2 separate regions of the Mus musculus genome follow, and region 1 is linked to region 2. The links are chromatin contacts, called in public HiChIP or PLAC-seq maps. All regions are on one chromosome and are shown on one strand. Each heading gives the region's core, a stretch centred on a gene start, on an enhancer-like site or on the middle of the called end of the contact. The rest is flanking DNA. Distances are from core to core; before and after follow the strand shown. Region 1 has its middle 29 kb from the start of 1810063I02Rik. Region 2 holds the start of Nt5m (5',3'-nucleotidase, mitochondrial).

Region 1 (3,887 bases), core at 920-3,419, 44 kb before region 2:
CCTTAGCTGAATAAATAGAATATGGTTCTAAGCCACATTGGATGGAGTGATGGGGAGGTCGTGAAACATGTAGACTGAGAGCCAGGTGCCAAGTCATGGTCAGGGTTTCAGTGGGTAGAAAGGGGAGGTGGGCAAAGTCCCAGCCCAGGAGAATGAAGGTGGAGAAGAGTGGTTGGGGTTGGGGGAGGGGAGGGGTGTGCTTGATTAGATGTGTCTGCAGCCTCCTTCCACGGAAATCATCCCCTTTCCTTTTGTTGTGAACGAATATATGGGGGAAAGGTCCTGGGGATGATGTAATGTTCCATTGCTCATCACAGTTCAATATTCATTCCTCGATTCCGTCTGCAAAGCCTTGCACTTCTCTCTCCGTGGGCAGGTTATAATTGGAAGTTACCACCGTTTGTCTATATGCTCACAGCATCTCTGATTTGGCTGGCAGAATCAGCTTCAGGGTGGTTCCTGTACTGTTCCGACACAACATTCTTCTAGGTTATTATAACGATTCAATGTAACACTTGAGATTGGATCTTCCCTGTGTGCCTGGATGGAGCCATTTGTCCAAGATACCTGATGGAGTGGAATAGTAAAACCTAGACCCGGGGCTAGGATGCAGCTCAGCAGGGGCCCTTGGCTCCTCCCCTCACACGGAGTGGGCGTGGCCTGTGCTGTAGGACTTCACAGTCAACAGAGAGTACTTCCCCACCAAAAGCCACTCAGGATTCTTCAGGCTTTGTCCTCTCTGGATTTGCGACTCTCTCCTCCCCGTCTCTGTGGCCCTGGCTCCTGGCTCAGCTACACGCCTTCTTCTTACAGATATTCAGACTGTGACACTCGGGTTCAGGTTCTGCAGCCTCCTTGAGATTCCATGAACATCCTCCCCCTGTGTGGTCCAAAACCAGAGAGACTTTCTGGGCTCCTGAGAGGAGCGGCTGCACCTTTACCCAGCAACAACCCCAGTTCTGGGAATCAGACATTCCCAGGGACAATGGGAGGGTGGGGCAATAGGAGGGTGGATTTGAATAGTGGTTTTGTTGTAGACAGATGGGCAAAGATTTTGTATTAGGGTTCTCTAGAGTCACAGAACTTATGGAATGAATCTCATCTCACCCCCCCCCCATCTATATGAAATTTATTGGAATGATTTACAGGCTGCAGTCTAACGAAGCCAGCAATGACTAGCCATGAAGTCCAAGAATCTAGCAGTTTCTCAGTCCTGCGAGTCTGGGCATCTCATCTGGGCTTCTGTACTGGAAACCTGAAGAAATAGGCTCCAATGCCAATAAAGGAATGGATGTGCTAGTAAGGCAAGGGCAAGCAGTCAAAGAAAAACAAAACAAAACCAACCAACCAAACCAAAAAAAAAGTCCTTCTTCCATGACCTTATATAGGCTTCCAGCAGAAGGTGCAGCCCTTTCCGCCTCAGGATCTGGCTTAAAGGCATGTGTCTTCCTACCTCAGACCCAGATCACAGGTGAGCCCTCCACTTCTGGACTGTAGTTCATTCCAGAAATAGTCAAGTTGACAACCAAGAGCCATCTCAGTCGGTCAAACAAAAATCAAACTTGAGACAATGAGTTTCTAGTGCCCCAGGCAAATAGCCTCTTGGAGGCATAGCCGTTACAGCCAGTGAGTCAGCTGGGATGATGAGGAACTGATCTGACATCCACTCTCAGCTGACGCCTGCTGAGGGAGGGTCTGGCTCCTGGGGAGTCTGGATCTCCCCACCGGCTGTTTTCCCATTTGCCTGGGCCTCTACTACCACAAGGAAACCAGGATATGACTTCCCTTTGGCCTCTCTCTGTTAGTTACTTCCTTGGAAACTCTGCTGCCACCAAGCACAGGGTTCATCAGGGCAGCCACACTGCTCTGTGGGAGGTCACTCTGGGCAGGTGTACCAAATAATGTTTCTTGGCATCCGGACTTCTATGAGGAGTCATCGACCTCAGATCTAACATGACTCCCTCGAACAGAGGGAGAGAAAGGACAGAGCAAGGGAGGGGGATTATTGGCAGTTGGCTGAAATTTCTTCTGTTCATCTCATAGAAATCATGAAACAAAGTAACTAACGCTAGCTGCCCCGGGCAGTGAGAGTCATCAGCCCTCAGCCAGCAGGGTAAGCAGCTCTCCGGGCAGCGGGAGCAGCAGCCATGGCAACTGTATGGATCTCTCCACCAGTTTATAGCTCCAGGCCTCTCTTCCCACTGCTCTGTGCTGTCTGGCAGTTCACAGCCCTCAGTGCTGCCAGAGGCCGGCAGGGCTACTGCTCAGCCTTTTGAACAAGAGAGAGAAATGGCAAAGAGGTCCAATAACATCATCAGAAAGAGGTTTTCTAGGCTGTCTGCTATGGTGTAGAGCAGCGGTTCTCAATCTGGGGGTTTGTAGATCAGATATTTATGTTACAGTTTATACCAGTAGCAAAATTACAGTTATGAAGTAGCAGCAAAATAATTTTATGGTCGGGGTCAACCCAACCCGAGGAACTGTATTACAGAGTTGCAGCATTCGGAAGGTTGAGAACCACAGGCATAGAGGAAAACAGTCAGACGAAGACTGGACTGCTGATGCACAGCTCCCTGGCTCCCGACCGCAGGCTTTCTGCAGTCCTGCCGATCTGTGCATGCATCCCAGGGACACAGCTGCTTTGGCTGTCAGGGGTTGGGTGGGGCCATCTGAAGGACGGGAGAGGGGTGGAGCCACATGGGAGATCAGAAGCCCTTTTTAAAGATATTTATTTATTATAAATATACACCTTTAATCTCAGCATTTGGGAGGCAGAGACAGGTAGATCTCTGTGAGTTTGGTGCCAGATTGCAAGTTCCAGGACAGCCAGAGCCACATAACAGGGAAAGCCTGTCTCAAAAAACAAAACAAAACAAAACAAAACACTAGAAAGATAAAATAATATATATATGACTATAGAGACCAGAGGGAAACTTGCAGTAGTTGATTCTCTTTTCAATGTGAATGCCAGTAGTCAACCTCAGGTTTGTCAATCTTGGCAGCAAGTGTTTCTACCTGCTGAGCCATCTTGCAATTGTTTTATTTAAACAATCCTCCTGCCTCAGCCATTCAAGAAACTGAGATAATTACATGCCTGTACCACCACACCAGAACAGCGATGTGTGACGATTCCCAAACCGTGTCACTGTCTTGCTTAAAGTGCGTACTTGAGGCTGAGAGGACTCGGCTCATGGTCAGAGAACATTCTTTGCAAGCCTAGAGCTCTGGGTCAAAGCTGAGCTCTGGGAGAAAAGAAATGACATAGACGTGTGTGTCAACATCCTTCATGTAGACAACAGGTAAATTTTGGAACTTTTCATAAGCTCATCAGAATCTTTGCCCTTCTGCTCCCCCACCCCGGGCTCTAAGCACCCACCAGTCTCTCCCCCATTCTGCACGTGCCCATGTGTGCCTGTGATCGTTACATCCCATGACCAAGCAACTCAAGGAAGATGCAGTTTACTTCGGCTCACTTTCAAGGGGATGTGATCCATCACGACCCATGTGGTCCATGGCGGCAGGAACATAAGGCTGGCGACACGGTCCGCAGTCAGGAAGGAGAGAGGCGCAGGCTGTTGCTCAGCTCCTTTCCCCTCTTATTCTCCACCCGGACCCCCAGTACACTGACAGTACCACCATATTCAGGATCAGTCTTCCCTCTTTAGTTAACATTTCTGAAAAAGCCATCATAGACACACCCCGAGATGTGTTTCCATAGTGATTCCAAATCCAGTCAAGTTGAAGTGTGAAGATGAACCAAAACAGCGTATCTCGTCTCGTATGAACAGAATTTTGCAGTGTCTCTCCTTTGGTGACTGGCATGTTTTACTGAGCAGCATCCTCAAGGTTCACCCTTGTTCCCATGGGAACTCTAGGAAGCTGAACAC
Region 2 (4,187 bases), core at 514-3,013:
GAGGAAACAGGAGCATCTTCCCACAGCAAGATAAGGGAATGGAGAGAGTGCTGAGTGAAGTCCTGAGGCAATGTGCTGTCACTGACATAGGCAGAGCTGTGTCAGCACCCCAGAACCTCAGACCCATGAAGGAAGGGCAAAGCCCCACCCCCATCCCCTGGCATGAAGAAGCCTTCCTCTGGTCCAAGTATAGAATTTGACAGTATATGCAGAGAATGGCCACTCTAGCTTTCCCCCTTGAATGTTTCCCCCCTGCAGACTGCCTCCCCTGTTTCGTTACACCTCTGTCCCCATCCCTGCCCATCCGTATACACCCGCCTTTCTGTTGATCCCTACAAACACCCTGGGCTTCCAAGAGTGCTGTGGTTTCTCCAGAAAAGAGCCCAGCTCTCTGTGTGTCTTTTTCTTCATGACCTCACTGCCTTCAGTCCTGGAAGACTGTGAAGAACGAGATGTTACAAACCTGATAAGTTAAAAAACAAAAACAAAAAACACTCCTCTGACCATCAAGCACTATAGCCCCTAGACAACCAAGTGAGAAACGCTGGAGTTTCTAAGTTTATGCTGAGCAAATCCCCCTATTCCTTTCATAGAATAGTTTAAGTCTCCAAATTACACTTTACCAAAAAGCCTGGATCTCTGTCTAGCCATGAGGGATGGGAAGGTTGGGGGAGTGGTGCCCAAGGTCTTACCAAAAACCTTACACTGGTCAAGAGGGAAGTTTCACTCTTCCCAGTCCGACTCCCCATGTGACACTCTGCAAGTCACATTCTCTAGCATACAGTATCACTCAAAGTTATGCTTCCATGGGGTAAAAGAGGATGGCAAAGACACTCCTGTCAATTTCATTGGGAGGGATAGCCATGTCTGGGTAAGAGACTGAGAATGCTCGGTTTTGTTTTTTGTTTTTGTTTGTTTTTAATGTAACCAATTATCTGAGGCCAAACACACCAAGAATTTAAAATTCAAGCCCAGCATGGCTTGCAGTCTCAGCTTCTTGAGAGACTATAAAACAGGAGGATCAAAAATTTAGGCCTCCCTAGGCTACACAGTGAATTAGTTCAAGGGCAGCCTAGGGAAGCTAGTGAGAATGAAGGACAAAGTACAAAGTAAGAGGATGGGAGATGTAGGTCAGTGGTTGGGAGCCTGTCTAGTCTACAGAGGTCTGGGTTCAATCTCCAATATTTAGAAGAAGTGGATACTGAAGGGCAGCGGCAGGAGAGAGGAAGAGAGGGGAAAAGGGAGTCCAGCTGGGAAGGGGGATTAAGGAGATAGCTGGAAACCCAGCAACAGCTGAATGGTTGGTCCCTCTAGCCCTGTAGCCCTAGTCCTCCCAGGATCCGTGTGGTACCAAAGAACCCGCCAAAGGTCATTGGAGGAGTCGAGCTGGCTTGGGGCTGGACAGCTGCGGCCTCAGTTTCCCCTCCCCGCGGGGCACGGCTGCGGGGCCGGCTGGTGCTCACGCTTAGCCCAGGCTGTAGCCGTCCGTACTGCTCCGACACCCAGAAGCCGCGCCGGTCCTCCAGCGCCACGAAGGGCAGGTCGGGGAAACGCGCGCGGAACTTCCGGAGGAAGCCGCCCTCAAAGTCCGCCAGCACGCCGTCCATGTCCACCAGCACCCGCAGGGCGCGGCTGCTCGCCCGGCTCCGCTCGGCCCGTAGCGGGGCACCGCGGGGACGCGCACAGCAGCCGCGCAGCCTATGCATCGCCCCGCTCCTCGCCCGGGGCCCGCGGCAGACGCAGCCTCCACCGCGGACACGGACGCGCAGGCTCCGGCCCAGAGCGAGGCCGGCGCGCAGCCCCGCCGCCCTTAAAGGGACATGCGCCCAGAGAAGGTGAGCGCGACGTGGGTGCTGATCGCCCTGGGACATCCAGTCCCAGGTTACAGCCGCCTGTGAAAGCCAGACTGGAGCACTCTTCCTACTGAGGCAGTGGTGGATGGAGGAGCTCACCACCGGAGGAACAAATCCTTAGGTATTTATTGAGCGCTTACTTCGTTGAGCTCTGAGCCCAACAAAGTTCCAGCCATCCCGGATTATGGGTACAGGTTTTTAAACAGCTTGTCATTCCCAAGTATAGACAGGGAGGATTTCAGGTTTTAGGTACAGGTAAAGGCAGATACACCTGCTGTGTGTGATCCTCTTTGTTCATAGATGCTGAATGTTTGCAACCATAACCTTATAAAATTTAAAGCTATCAGAGGTGTAACCTTCAAATCTATAAAGGTTCTAAAAAAAACAGATGCTCTGTGTCCATCCTAACATCACTGGATTCAATAGTGAATCTCCAAATATGTCTGTAAATTTGTTACTGTGCTTCATGTTATTAAAAAAAAAGGAATTAGTAGGTAGAAAAAATATTTTAAAGGATGCAAACATGAAGGTATTTTTGGTAAAGAAAGGTCTCTGTATGTTAAATCTTGGTCCTTCCTGATCTAGATTCCCAGCACCCTGCTGGCTGCTCACAATCCTCTCAACTCTGAACACAGGGGATGCATACAGCACCCTCTGCTGGCCTCCATGGGCACATGTGGTGCACAGACATACATATTGCCAAAACGTGGGGAGAGAGAGAGAGAGAGGGAGGGAGGGAGGGAGGGAAAGAGAGACAGACGGATACACAGGATGTTTGTAAAGATTTTTTAAAAAGACTCTGTCCTAAAGAGAAGAGGGATGGCTGGATGTTTCCAAAATAAGAAAGATAAAGACAAAGCTAGAAAGCTCATGTCCCAAAAGGCCAAGCAAGTTACATGGGAGGACCAGACAATCTGTTGTGAGATTATGTTTTCTGGAAATGACAGAAAAACTTCCATAATAATATGGCTGCCTAAATAAGACCACAACAAGGAACCACCACTGATAGACATGCTAACATGGAAGAGAGACAGTGCTCACAACAGTCTGTAGCTTCAGTTTCTGGAGATTCAACACCTTCTTCTGGCCCCCTCAGGCACCAGGCAAGTGTGTTATACCCATACATACATTCAGGAAAAATAAATATCTTTAAAGAAACTCACCCTCCTTGTCATCTATGAACTTCATTCTCTAAGTTCATGAGACAAGAATCTAGAGGCACTGACTCAGTAAAAGCTTTGTGACTATTGTGGACGCCCGATTCGCCAGCAAGGAAGACACCACAACAGGATTCTTCTGCACAGGTTTATTGGAAGAGCTTGATAGCGAAGCCAAAAGACCCCAGCCCCAAAACTGGCGCTGCTTATATAGGCCTAGGAGTGGCGTGTCTATACCTGATTGGTTGTGCTTTCAGTGCCTCATTTACATTCCCCGGGATGGGCTTTGATTTGGTGAGAAACCCTTATGCACATGCGCACAATGGTTGTTTACCTGAACTTACGGGCGGTGGCCAGCGGTGGCCAGCGCCATCTTGTAATGGCGTATGTGACTTCCCACAACTATGAGCTGCTGGAACCCTATCCTGAGGTAAGCCCACCGGGGCTAGAGGGCTTGGCACAGTCAAGGGTCTTCCTAGTTCACAAGGTTTTCAAGGCAGTGAACAAGAGCTGGGGAGAAGAGGCTCTTCCTGTGGGGCTCCCTGAAAGTTGGGCAGGGAGCAGCAGGGTTGAGTTTTCAAGAGCCAGACAAAGCTGGACCTTTTATTAATGCAGCTGTGTGAGTTGTCCATGCACCTCTAACTAACCCCTCACCCTTATGCGTGGTGGTAATCTGAGTAAACTCATCGGTTCACCAAGCTAGTCTTGGGTGGAATTTTTTCTTTGGTCTATCATATCTCTCCAGGAAAAGTCACACAGCACAATCCATAAAACATGCCACTTCAACTGGGCTTGGCTGGCCAGATCAAGTAGCACAGTCACCCTGAGCTTCAAAAATGGTAGAACGAAAAGAAGTGGGACAGTTGCATGTTGTCTGGGGTGACTCCCACTGCAGTGTTGGTAATCTTCAAAATCCTGACCAGAGTGACCGTCTTTCAGCAATTTGTCATTTAGTGTCCCTGTGCCAGCCTGCAGCAGGAAAGACCATCTTTCCTGGGACAGTGTTTGCTGAGCCCAGCAGGATGCTGGGCTAAGCTGTGCTGGGCTGGAGTGATGCACACAGCGCATCACTTTCCCAGAGTCTGGTTTGTCTGTTTCACATTTGCTGAGCCTGTAGTCACTCACATCTGCTGTGTTAAGACAAGCTTAGGTTTGCATTAATACTGCTGCAGGTTAC

The links. HiChIP or PLAC-seq counts read pairs in DNA pulled down with a chosen protein or histone mark.
Region 1: a contact with region 2 is called in an H3K27ac HiChIP or PLAC-seq map of embryonic stem cells, with 6 read pairs. The contact joins the enhancer-like site here to the promoter of Nt5m in region 2. A contact is called at or near these places in 1 of 39 promoter capture datasets (embryonic stem cells), 1 of 15 datasets of contacts at CTCF or cohesin (CD8 T cells), 3 of 484 Hi-C or Micro-C datasets (the C10 cell line, myeloid progenitors and trophoblast stem cells), 6 of 115 datasets of contacts at active chromatin or transcription factors (the SCID.adh cell line, embryonic stem cells and pancreatic cancer cells) and 2 of 9 other capture datasets (adipose tissue and pancreatic islet).

The regions. Positions count from the first base shown.
Region 1 is chr11:59,890,358-59,894,244 of GRCm38.p6, reverse strand. No RefSeq gene overlaps it. Among named protein-coding and RNA genes, the nearest start is that of 1810063I02Rik, 29 kb to the left of the region's middle. Within about 2 kb of position 2,169, at least 45 of the 459 cell types and tissues checked have an H3K27ac peak or open chromatin away from gene starts, as enhancers often do. A contact at or near this core is called in embryonic stem cells and trophoblast stem cells, where this site is marked.
Region 2 is chr11:59,845,649-59,849,835 of GRCm38.p6, reverse strand. It overlaps Nt5m (5',3'-nucleotidase, mitochondrial), which reads right to left and starts at 1,763. Exons shown (of 5, transcript NM_134029.2): 1 at 1,464-1,763. The coding sequence starts at 1,706. It also overlaps a transcript of Cops3 not described here.